Linked DNA regions of Mus musculus: region 1 is linked to region 2. A link is a contact called in public promoter capture Hi-C data. All regions are on one chromosome and are shown on one strand. The core of a region is the stretch at or near the end of the contact, and the rest is flanking DNA. Distances in the headings are between cores, read along the strand shown.

Region 1 (5,284 bases), core at 766-3,265, 260 kb before region 2:
TACATGTTGTTAGCCAAGATGATTTAACTCAACTCAGGTTTCCATTATCAGGGACTTACGGATTGGTCTGTAGACAAAACTACAGGTTAACAAGAAAAAAAAGGGGGGGAGGGGGGAAAGGCATCGCTGTACCCATAGCAACAAGATTGCATTTTAATATAGAAACTTTGCAGCAGAGAGACAATAGCTCCCTCCACAGCTATGTAGTTTTGTATTGGGAAGGGTTTGCAACCCAAGCAGCTACTGTCACTCCTACACTTTGATACTCTCCTTAATTTCAGCCAAATGGTCACTACAGAGCACCTCCACAGGACTTGGCTAGCGGCGACGGTCTGCAGCAAACCTCAATGATGAGAAAACTGATTTTTCTCTAGGGAGTATAAATTAATCAAACATCTTCTTTCAGGTTTCTCTAAACAGCCTAAGGTAAACACGCACGTTTAAGCCACGGAATAACTCAGGGGGCTCTTTCTTCATAAACCCTAACTTACAAAATTATTAAGATGTTTGTTACATTCCTGGGATGAGGCAAGTTATCATGCAAGCAGAATTTCTTATAAAAAGTGTTCCTCAAATTTATGCATAAAGTTCTCATTTATCTTAACTGGCCCACGTTCACTCAATTTTGCTTAGTGACAAGATATCAAATCCAAATGAATTCAGAATACCAATTCATACTTCCCCCCCAACACCACTCTTGAGAATAAAGTATCTCCAACAATATTAGAGGAAAAAAAATATAAGTTCTTAGAACCAAATCTCATGACTCCGTGTAAAATAAAATCTCAATGACTCTGTGTAAAGTGTTTATTTTGAAGAATACAAGGTAAACATTATCCAGTGTCCATTTAACCTGAATTATTCAAAGGCTCATTCATATTCAATTAGTATTATTGTAAAATACTACTATTGTAAGTACTGCAGTAAAAATTTACAGAAGTGTTTCTGTTATCCGCCAAAGACATGGATATGACAATTCCAACTCTTATTTGCCACCTCCAAGCTATCCAAAGGTTCTGGTCCACACCACTGTCCTGTGGTCCCTACAGGGCTCCGGTTCCCTAACACCGAAGGCGCTCTGCACTGCTAGCCACGCTGCAATCCTTTGCTTCAGGCACTGCGGCAGGTTCTCTCCAAGTCCCCAAAGGCAGTCTCTCCAAACCTCGGTGGTTCTTTTCCTCCCCCCTGCCTTCCCCCACAAGCCAAATGACCCAGCAGTTAGCGCGCTCCGGGTACGGAAAAGGGGATGCTTCTTCAGTCCCAATCGCCCCCAAGTTTCTCGCCAGGGGCGCTGGAGGCTGGGCTCCAAGTTTGCTGGGCGGCAGCTGGGGGGCGCGGGCGGGGGGCGGGAGCCCCGAGTCCAGGCGGGAGGGGGAGGAGCAGGCGCGCGGCCTCGCCGCTACCTGGCTCCTTCCAACGCGGCCGCTCGCGGGGTGCGCCGGGGGCTCCGATGGGAACCGAGCGCGGGGGACCCGGGACCACACAGGTGAGCCCCGCCCGCGGGCTCCCAATCCACCGAGTTCCCCTATCCCACGATCCCGCCCGCCATCCCCTCCCCCTCGCTCCTCCACCCCAGCTCCGAAGCACTTTCCCAAGCCCGAAGGAGCCCTCGCTGCACCCCGAACCCGTTCTCCGCGTCCTGCTTTCTCCGAAGGGAAAAAAAAAAGGAGAGAAAGAGAGAGAAGCAAGCAGATGCGGCGCAAAGCGGGGCGCAGGACGGCAAGGTGAGGGCGCGGGGACTTACTCTGCCAAGCGCGGTGCCGAGCGCAGCGGCCAAGAAACCCAGGCCCGGCTCCCCGGCGCCCGGAACCCCGCGGGCCGGCAGGTCAAGCGCTTCGGGCCGGACGGCGTCCGGGATAGGGACCGCGACCGCACGGACGCGCGGGTGGGGTTGGCTCGGGTGGCGCTCGCACTGCGCTCCGGCCGCGGCTCCGCGCGGCTCGGCTCCCCGCTCCCCTCTGGCTCCTTGGCACCAACTCTGGGCAGTCACATGACGCCGGCGCCGCTCGCTCTGCGAGCCTCCCCGGGGCTGGCGGGGTAAGTAGAGGCTGGGAGCCGGGGTGGGAGGGTCAGGGAGGGGCAGCGGGAGCCGCCACAGCCGCCCGGGCTGGGAGGGGTCCCCACCCACTTGGGTGGAGGCAGCCGCCGGAGGGGTCGGCGAGTCACTGGCAAACACGCACCCCGCCCTGCCCTTCCCCGCCCCCGCCTCCCGCGCCGCCCCCGCCCGCGCCCCGCCCAGTCACCCGGGGCCAGCCTGACAGACACTCATTATTCCCCGGAGCCGGGCGCCGCCCCGCCGGCTCGACCTGTCCCGGGAGGCGCGGCGCGGCCTCGGGGCTGGGCGTGAGCGGCCCCCGCCCGGCTCTCCACCCTGGGCCTCCACCCCGCCTGAGCGCTCCGCCCGGCGCCCTGAGCCCGCGGCCCCGCCCTAGCTGTCCTGGCCTCCTCGCTGCGGCCCGAGCCCCGGGGGGAAGGAAGGGCGGCGTTGGCCCGCTCCGGGCGTCACACGCTCTACGGCCCCTAGCGCCGCTTCCAAAACACACAGCCCGGGTTCGCAGGCGAGCCGAGGAGTGGGGGAGCGAGGCCGTCAATCACTCGCTCCCGCGGGAAGGGCCGCCCCTCCCGGGCAGAGGGCGGTGGAGCGGGTGTTGCGGCCCAGGATGCCCTGTCCCTACGTCGGGGAGCGCGGTGCTCCAGGAGCGATCGCTGCCTTGTGCACAGGGGTCGCGCTGCAGCCTGCGCGCTGGCGCTGTTCGGAGACTTCGGGTCGCCCCTGTTCTTTCGCCTACCCTGCAGGGGCCGCTTCCAGCCTGGAGGGACTTTTCTTGGAAAGGTGGAGACCCCCGGAGGAGTGCGACTCCCCAAGGGCCCGATGCTCTGGAGCGAAAAGGCGTTCGCTGGTCAGCCTTGCTGCCAGAAAATTTAGCAAACTTCGGGCAGATCCTCCCACCTGGGGCGAGAGCTCTGGCTGGCCTGGGGCTCAGCCCCGGGACCTTTCCTTTCACACTTTAAGAGCCTCAAGGCACTTTTTCCGTGGAAACCAGGCCAGCGCGAGGACAACTTCGCTGAGCTTGGTGCTAGGCTAGAGTCGGAGGCTTTTGAGTTTCCTTTTAAAACAGTATTAATGTAATAAGGAACGCAATAAAAAGAACAAAGGACAAATTGGTTCAATTGTTTTAGTTCTGTGTAATGTTTTAAAACAACCCGGCTTCAGTCTATGGCTTGTTATTACTTCAAGATGTTTTAAAGGCCCTGTAAGTTCACCATTCTCACTTCACTTTGATGCTTCAGCCAGGCATGGTACTACTTAAAACGTAGTGATACATAGATTCCCCACTCCTTGTTGTAACTACAAGGTACAATTAAACTAGAACCCAGTAACCTCCAACACTGAAATTGTCTGTCCTGAGGAGACCCAGAACCCACTAGTTCACATTCCAGTATAATGTCCTGTTTAAAATGTAAGTGGTGAGGGTCTTGGGTGGTTTATTTCCAAATAAAATAGTCAAAGAAAAAGTTGGGTTTTTGTTTGTGTGTGTGATTTGTAAATTGCTGCTCCTAGGTGACCAATCATTAGCAATATATTTGAATGGCTAGGATTTAAATGAGAGATAGAAAGAAAAAAAAAGATAAAGTAGATCAGATGGCTTGAAAAGTGGCCCAAGATAAGAAGGGTGGGGATGGGGGTGGGGGTTAACACCTTAGTGAGCACTGATTTGGGTGCCTCTAGGGAAAAAGATCTAATCAAAGCCTGAGTGCTTGTAGTGCTGAGTAGCTCAGCAAGAGACACAGAAACTCTTCCAGGTGGGCAAGTCGGAACTGCCTGAAGTCATCCCTGACCCTTGCCCCTCCCTAGCAGATCGCCAAACTGTCTCCCATCATTACTTACTCCTTGGCCACTACCCTGGTACACCCTGTTGCAACAGTGTCTCCCATTTGTAGCATGATTAAAGGTGTGGGAAGAGAGTGGAAGCAATGGAGTAAGAATGTCCTTTCTAAATAAAGTACAGATCTAAATGTGTCAGTTTCTTGGGTGACTCAGTTTGGGTTCGACCTTTCTATCTGTACCGAAGGGTATCTGTCTTAGTTACTTTTCTATTGCTCTGCTGAATGCCATGATCAAGCTACCTTCGAGAAGGAAGGGTTCATTTGGGGTTTGTGGTTTCATCCTCATCACCATCACCGTGGGAAAGTGTGGCCCCAGGTAGGTATGGCAGCAGGACCTGCTGAGAGCTTACATTCTGAACTGGAGAAGCATAGCACTAACTGGGGATGGGGTGGGGTGGCCTTTTGATATCTCAAGCCACTCCCCAGCAACCCCCTTCCTCCAGCAAGGCATCTCCCAAACCTCCGGAAACAGGGCTACCAACAGGAAACCAAGTATTCAGGTGCCCAAGAAGATCTCATTCAGACCAGCACGTTCTGCTCACTGGCATCTCTAGTCTGACCATACAGTAATGCAAAACACATTTAGTCCAGCTTCAAACGTCCTCATAGTCTTTCAGTCCCAACCCTGATTTCTAAGTCCAAAGTCTCTTCCAAGGCTCAAGACAATCTCTTAGTTATAACTTTCTATAAAATTTAAAAGCAAGTGACATGCTTCTAATGTACAGTGGCACAGAATATACACAACCATTTCAAAAGGGAGGGATGGAGGTATAGAGAGCAAATACTGGAGCAAAGCAACTCTGAACCGCAGCAGGGAAAAACTCCAAAGTTCTCTATCTCTTTGTCTGATGCCAAATGTCTCTAACATTCCAGCTCTGCTGCCGGTAACACACTCGTCTCTCTTGGGTCCATTCCACGCCTTATGGGCAGCTCTCCTTGGTAGATATCTCACTGATATGGCATCTCTAACAGCTTGGGCCTCACTTCCACAGCTTCACACAAGTAACTTTCGTGTCCCCGGAGAAGAGATTTCTCTGCCAAAGACCTGGCCTCGGTGGCACTCTGAAACCGTGGAGACTGGACAGTCCCTTTATTTATATAGCCTTCATGACTAAAGTCAGTATCGCATGGACGACACTGCCCAGTTTGGCTGCCAGTTTGGGATGGACCCTGTTCCCCTTGAATGCATTTGCTGTAGCTTTTGTGTTTGTTCCTTCCTAGGAGAAGATAATTCTTTGGAAGCTTAGCTGGGTGGGGTCTTGCCCTTGGAGCGCTCTCACCTTTCTTCCAATGCAGCTCAGACCCATCCTTTGTCTCCTTATCTCTTTCTTCACTAGGCTTGTCAGCAGCACTAAGGCTCACAGTGCTCTTTTTCCTCTTCAAACTGTCCGTCCTG
Region 2 (4,893 bases), core at 859-3,358:
TGTTAAAAGCCCCCCTACTGTTACCGCTCGGGGGGGGGGGGGGGGTCGAACTCCCCTGCCCTGTGTGGCAAAAAGAGTTCGTCCTCAGCTAGCTGACAATAAAGCTTCTTGCAGTTTGCATCAGGTGTAGTTTTCTCTCGAGTTATTGGGGTGCCGGCCAGCTCATCCCGGGACTTGAGCAGAGGTCTCCCCAGTTTCGGGGGTCTTACACTTCCTGTTATTTTTGTTGTTAGAGGTGGAATTATGCTTGTGTGGCTATCTTCTTTGGGGTTTGTTGAAAGACAACTTTCTTGCTTCTTCTAGGGTGTGGTTTTGCTCCTTGTGTTGGTATTTCCCATCTATTATCCTTTGTTGGACTGGATTTGTGGAAAGATATTGTGTAAATTTGGTTTTGTCATGGGATATCTTGGTTTTTCTGCCTATGGTAATTGATAGTTTTGCTGGGTATAGTAGCCTGGGCTGGCATTTTTGTTCTCTTAGAGTCTGTATGACATCTGCCCAGGATCTTCTGGCTTTCATAGTCTCTGGTGAGGAGTCTGGTGTAATTCTGATAGGCCTGCATTTGTGACTTGACCTTTTCCCCTTAGTGCTTTTAATGTTCTTTGTTTAGTGCATTTGATGTTTTGATTATTATGTGATGGTAGGAATTTCTTTTCTGGTCCAGTCTCTATGGGGTTCTATAGGCTTCTTGTATGTTCATGGGCATTTCTTTCTTTAGGTTAGGAAAGTTTTCTTCTACAATTTTGTTGAAGATATTTACTGGCCCTTTAAGTTGGGAATTTTCACTCTCTTCTATACCTATTATTCTGAGGTTTGGTCTTCTCATTGTGTCCTGGATTTCCTGGATGTTTTGGGTTAGGTTTGCTCTTTATGTTTTCTTTGACTGTTGTGCCAATGTTTTCTATGGTATCTTCTGCACCTGAGATTCTCTCTTCTATCTCTTGTATTCTCTTGGTGATGCTTGTATCTATGACTCCTGATCTCTTTCCTAGGTTTTCTAACTCCAAGGATGTCTTCCTTTGTGATTTTTTTTTTATTGTTTCTAGTTCTATTTTTAGATCTTGGATGGTTTTGCTCATTTCCTTCACCTGTTTGATTGTTTGCCTGTAATTCTTTAAGGAATTTTTTGTGTTTCCTCTTTAAGGGCTTCTAGCTGTTTATCTGTGTTCTCCTGTATTTCTTTAAGAGAGTTATTTGTGTCCTTTTCAAAGTCCTCTATCATCATCATGAGAAGTGATTTTAGATCTGAATCTTGCTTTTCTGGTGTGATGGTGTGTCTAGGCCTTGCAATGGTGGGAGAATTGGGTTCTGATGATGCCAAGTAACCTTGGTTTCTGTTGCTTATATTCTTATGCTTGCCTCTCACCATCTAGTTATCTCTAGTGCCCTGGCTATATCTGACTGGAGCCTGTCTTTCTTGTAATCCTGGTTGTGCCAGAATTCCTCAGAGTCAAGCTGTCTCTGTGACCCTGGGATCCTATGATCCTGAGATCCTGGGTGTGTCTGAGCTCCTGGAAGTCAATCTGCCTCTGGACCCTGAGATCCTGGTGTGACCAAGCTCCTGTGATCCTGTGATCCTGGGTGTGTTAAGTACCTGGGAGTAGATCTTCCTCTGGGTGTTGTGAGACTGGCTGTAGAGTTTGTGCCCAAGGTCTGCTCAGGGCACAGGCCCAGACAAACTGGAAGGAACCCATGCCACTGGTCTGGTGGAGTTCCTGTGTGCTTGTGTCCCGCTGGTCCCAGTTACTACTCCCAGTGTTGGGTCAGATGTTATGTCCTCTTCACCTCTGATTCTATCAGGTCTTCTTTCTTAATTAACGTAATCTGGACACTCTCTCACAGACATGCTCAGAAATCAGTCTCCTAGGTGATTCTGGGTCCTGGAAAGGTGACAGCCAATATTAACGACAGCAACTACTTTCAGAAGGTACCTGTTGCTGACCTCATTTATGCTCCATCGAGGATCTGGAAGGCATCCAGAAGTCTATCAGTAAAACATATTTCAGTGATACTCAGAACATAAAGGAGAGGTGGAACTTTTCCTACAGCTGTGCAGTGGACAAGCAAGGGCCAACAAAAGCAAGCAGCAGCTGCAGTGCACACTCTAATTCCTGGTCACCAGCACCAGTCAGCAGTGGCACTAGCAGCAGGTGCTCTGACCTCCAACTGGCAGCTGTCCTAATTGACCTTGAAACCAACAGATTTCCATTCCTCCAGCTCTTCCAAACACCCAGTAAGTTCTGTATTTCCTGGCTTCATCTTTTCTTATGCAAACACTTGGAATGGTTTCATTTTTATTGTGTTGAATGTGACACAGAGCCCCAGTGTGAGGCTAGTCAGGGCTTGCTCTACTTTCTATACACACACACACACATGAAATAACTGGGGAGAAGATGTTTCTCTCCCAGAGTGCAATATGGTAATTAACACAAAACAAACCACATCCCTGATTGCTGAGATCAATCCCCAGGGAAACAAGCATCACTGCTTGAAGGTTTGTAATAGTCACCCTGTACAACCACAATGCTTGGTTCCAGTGTGGTCATATCCTGTGCCTCCTTTAGCCAACATCATAGTATCATAGAGAGATACACATGAAATTTCTTCAGATTATTCTTTCCCACGGTATTGATGAGATATATGCTTTCCTAGTGAAGGAGATGCATGGCAGGTCACAATCATGAATCACTAGCTGAATGCCAGACAAAGATGGAGGCACCAAGAGCATTATAAACAAATGAAGAACACATTATAGACTAACATTTCTGCTCCCAAGGAAGACTAGAAAAGCTGTGGACTTTTGTAAATCAAGTCACTTGAGTTTGTAGCCAGAAAAAGAAAGAGAAAAAGAAAAAGAAAAAGAAGAAAAAGACATTGGCCTTCTAAAGTATTGAATTTTTTTAAAAAAAAGATGTTTGTATTTTTTCTTTCTTTTTAGAGGTGTATTGAATTTTATACTATGATATTAACATGAGACTTTTGGGAGATGGGATAAAAATTTATGGCTCTAAGTGATATTTGTGTTTTAAGTTGGCAAGGAGTGGATTGTGCTAGTTAGCTTAAATATAAACTTGACACAACCTAACATTCATCTGGGAAGAAAGTCTTCATGAGGAATTTGTCTAGATCAGGTTGGGTTTTGGACATGTTTGTGTCGAGATTGCCTTGATTGTTATCTAACCTGGGAAAACCCAGCCCATTGAGGGCAGCACTATTCCCTAGGCAGGGGTTTTTGAACAGCCTAAGAAAGGAGAATACTAGCTGAGAACCAGCAAACAGGATGCATTTATTCTCTTTGCTCTTGAGTATGGATGTGATGTGCCTGGTTAAACTCTTACATTTAGTTCCCCACAGTGATTGACTCTATCCTGCAATCCTAAACTGAATACTTACCCTCCCACCCCCAGACTCATTTCAAACAAACATGTCATTTATAGAGAAGGCTCAAACTGGAAAACCTACCCACAAACACAAAATCTGCCACCCAGAAGATGCTAGGAAGCCTTCAGTTAAATGATACACAAAGGAAGAAAGGATTAAGGAGACATAAAGGCACCCTCACTTTAACAAGATTCACTACAATGCCTACCTTCTACTTCATGAGTCTGTTTCTATGTTCCAGGCAACAGCTGGTCCTACTTTATGGTTGTGGGTACAATGAGTTCTAGTAAATCCTGTGTAATAGATGCACTCATGTGCTCCATCTTTTAAACAATCTTCTTAATTAGGGTGCTGTCCTTTTAGCAAAGCATTTACACAGTTACTTTATTGCATTTGAATTCAACATTAGCTTCAATCGACTTAATATGATTTTATGGGTATTTTTTTTAAATTGCTGTACAATGAAGGGAATTTATTTTATCATTATGATGGAGTTATTCTCATGGATACTTAATATCTGTTGGTGCAGAGGCCTAGAAAATGCTATTAAGAAGGTAAGACCTCACACATGTGGTAGATGGTTGTCATTTTGCTGGTCTTGCCTGTATTAGTATAGTCTGATTCTGAGATCCTCTATTTCCTTATCTGTGAGATGAGACCAGGATCTTCCTTGCCTCAAAGCTATTGTGAACACCAAGTGAAACATCCTCCAGGAAAGGACTTTACGAAGCACCTAAAACTGTGTGCTTCTGGGTTTTTCTCTTCAGGTAGAAGCCCCAGTCGTCTAACCCATCTGGCTTTTGTGGATGTGTGGATGATGAAGAAGAAGATAGTTCCGAAGGCTCTGCAGAACAGGTGGGGCATATGCAGAGATGGGAGCCCCAGGTATCAGGGAGCAAGAGAAGATGACCAGGAGCAACAGAGGGCAGTGATGGGGTTAATCAGACCTTTGCTGTGGGCACCTGCTGACATCCCAATTACATCTGTACTTCCTCTTCATTATACCAAGTTGTCTTCCGGGCCTCTGCCTGCTCAGTCTCATCTGAAAACTCATGTTACTCACATTAGAGCCCAAACAAACTATTCTTTCCTTTCAGCACACCAATGTTCTGGAATATCGTCTTTGCTCTGGAGTGCTAGGATTTCATTTATTGGGGTCAAGTACATGAATAACCCTTTGAATATGGGTGAACTGGACCTTGACTGACACCAGGTTTCCACTGTCCGCTCACAGCATAGTTAGCTATGTGTCATCAGTGTCTTTTCTAAATCTGAAGACAAAGATTAATGTAAGTAGGTCACAGTATCTTCTGAATAATGCCATACCATTGTTATTCCAATACATACCTGTTATCAGTCTTCTTCATCATTGTATATCATAGCACATAAGAGCATTAGTCATGGGCATGAGAGATAGCTCAGTGGGAAAAAGAGCTTACTATAGCATTCCAAAAGATCTGTTTTGATCCCTGATATGTCCAAAAAGCTGTTATGGTAGCATGCATCTGTAAT

The links. Promoter capture Hi-C pulls out the DNA fragments that hold promoters and counts their contacts.
Region 1: a promoter capture Hi-C map of neural stem cells shows a contact between it and region 2. The contact joins the promoter of Klf3 here to the enhancer-like site in region 2. A contact is called at or near these places in 17 of 39 promoter capture datasets (the 3T3-L1 cell line, the C10 cell line, HPC-7-derived erythroid cells and 13 more), 3 of 15 datasets of contacts at CTCF or cohesin (the NIH/3T3 cell line, large pre-B cells and pro-B cells), 12 of 484 Hi-C or Micro-C datasets (3T3-L1-derived adipocytes, the HL-1 cell line, the MC3T3-E1 cell line and 8 more), 32 of 115 datasets of contacts at active chromatin or transcription factors (CD8 T cells, the SCID.adh cell line, T-cell acute lymphoblastic leukemia and 25 more) and 3 of 9 other capture datasets (adipose tissue, embryonic stem cells and liver).

What each region holds. Positions count from the first base shown.
Region 1 is chr5:64,800,252-64,805,535 of GRCm38.p6, reverse strand. It overlaps Klf3 (Kruppel-like factor 3 (basic)), which reads right to left and starts at 2,015. Exons shown (of 6, transcript NM_008453.6): 1 at 1,745-2,015. Gm38457 reads left to right here. Exons shown (of 2, transcript XM_006504241.4): 1 at 1-1,486; 2 at 1,577-3,166. The coding sequence starts at 1,247. The coding sequence ends at 2,041.
Region 2 is chr5:64,539,251-64,544,143 of GRCm38.p6, reverse strand. No RefSeq gene overlaps it. Among named protein-coding and RNA genes, the nearest start is that of Gm31423, 9.8 kb to the right of the region's middle. Within about 2 kb of position 2,108, at least 19 of the 459 cell types and tissues checked have an H3K27ac peak or open chromatin away from gene starts, as enhancers often do. A contact at or near this core is called in the SCID.adh cell line, neural progenitor cells, neural stem cells and 1 more, where this site is marked.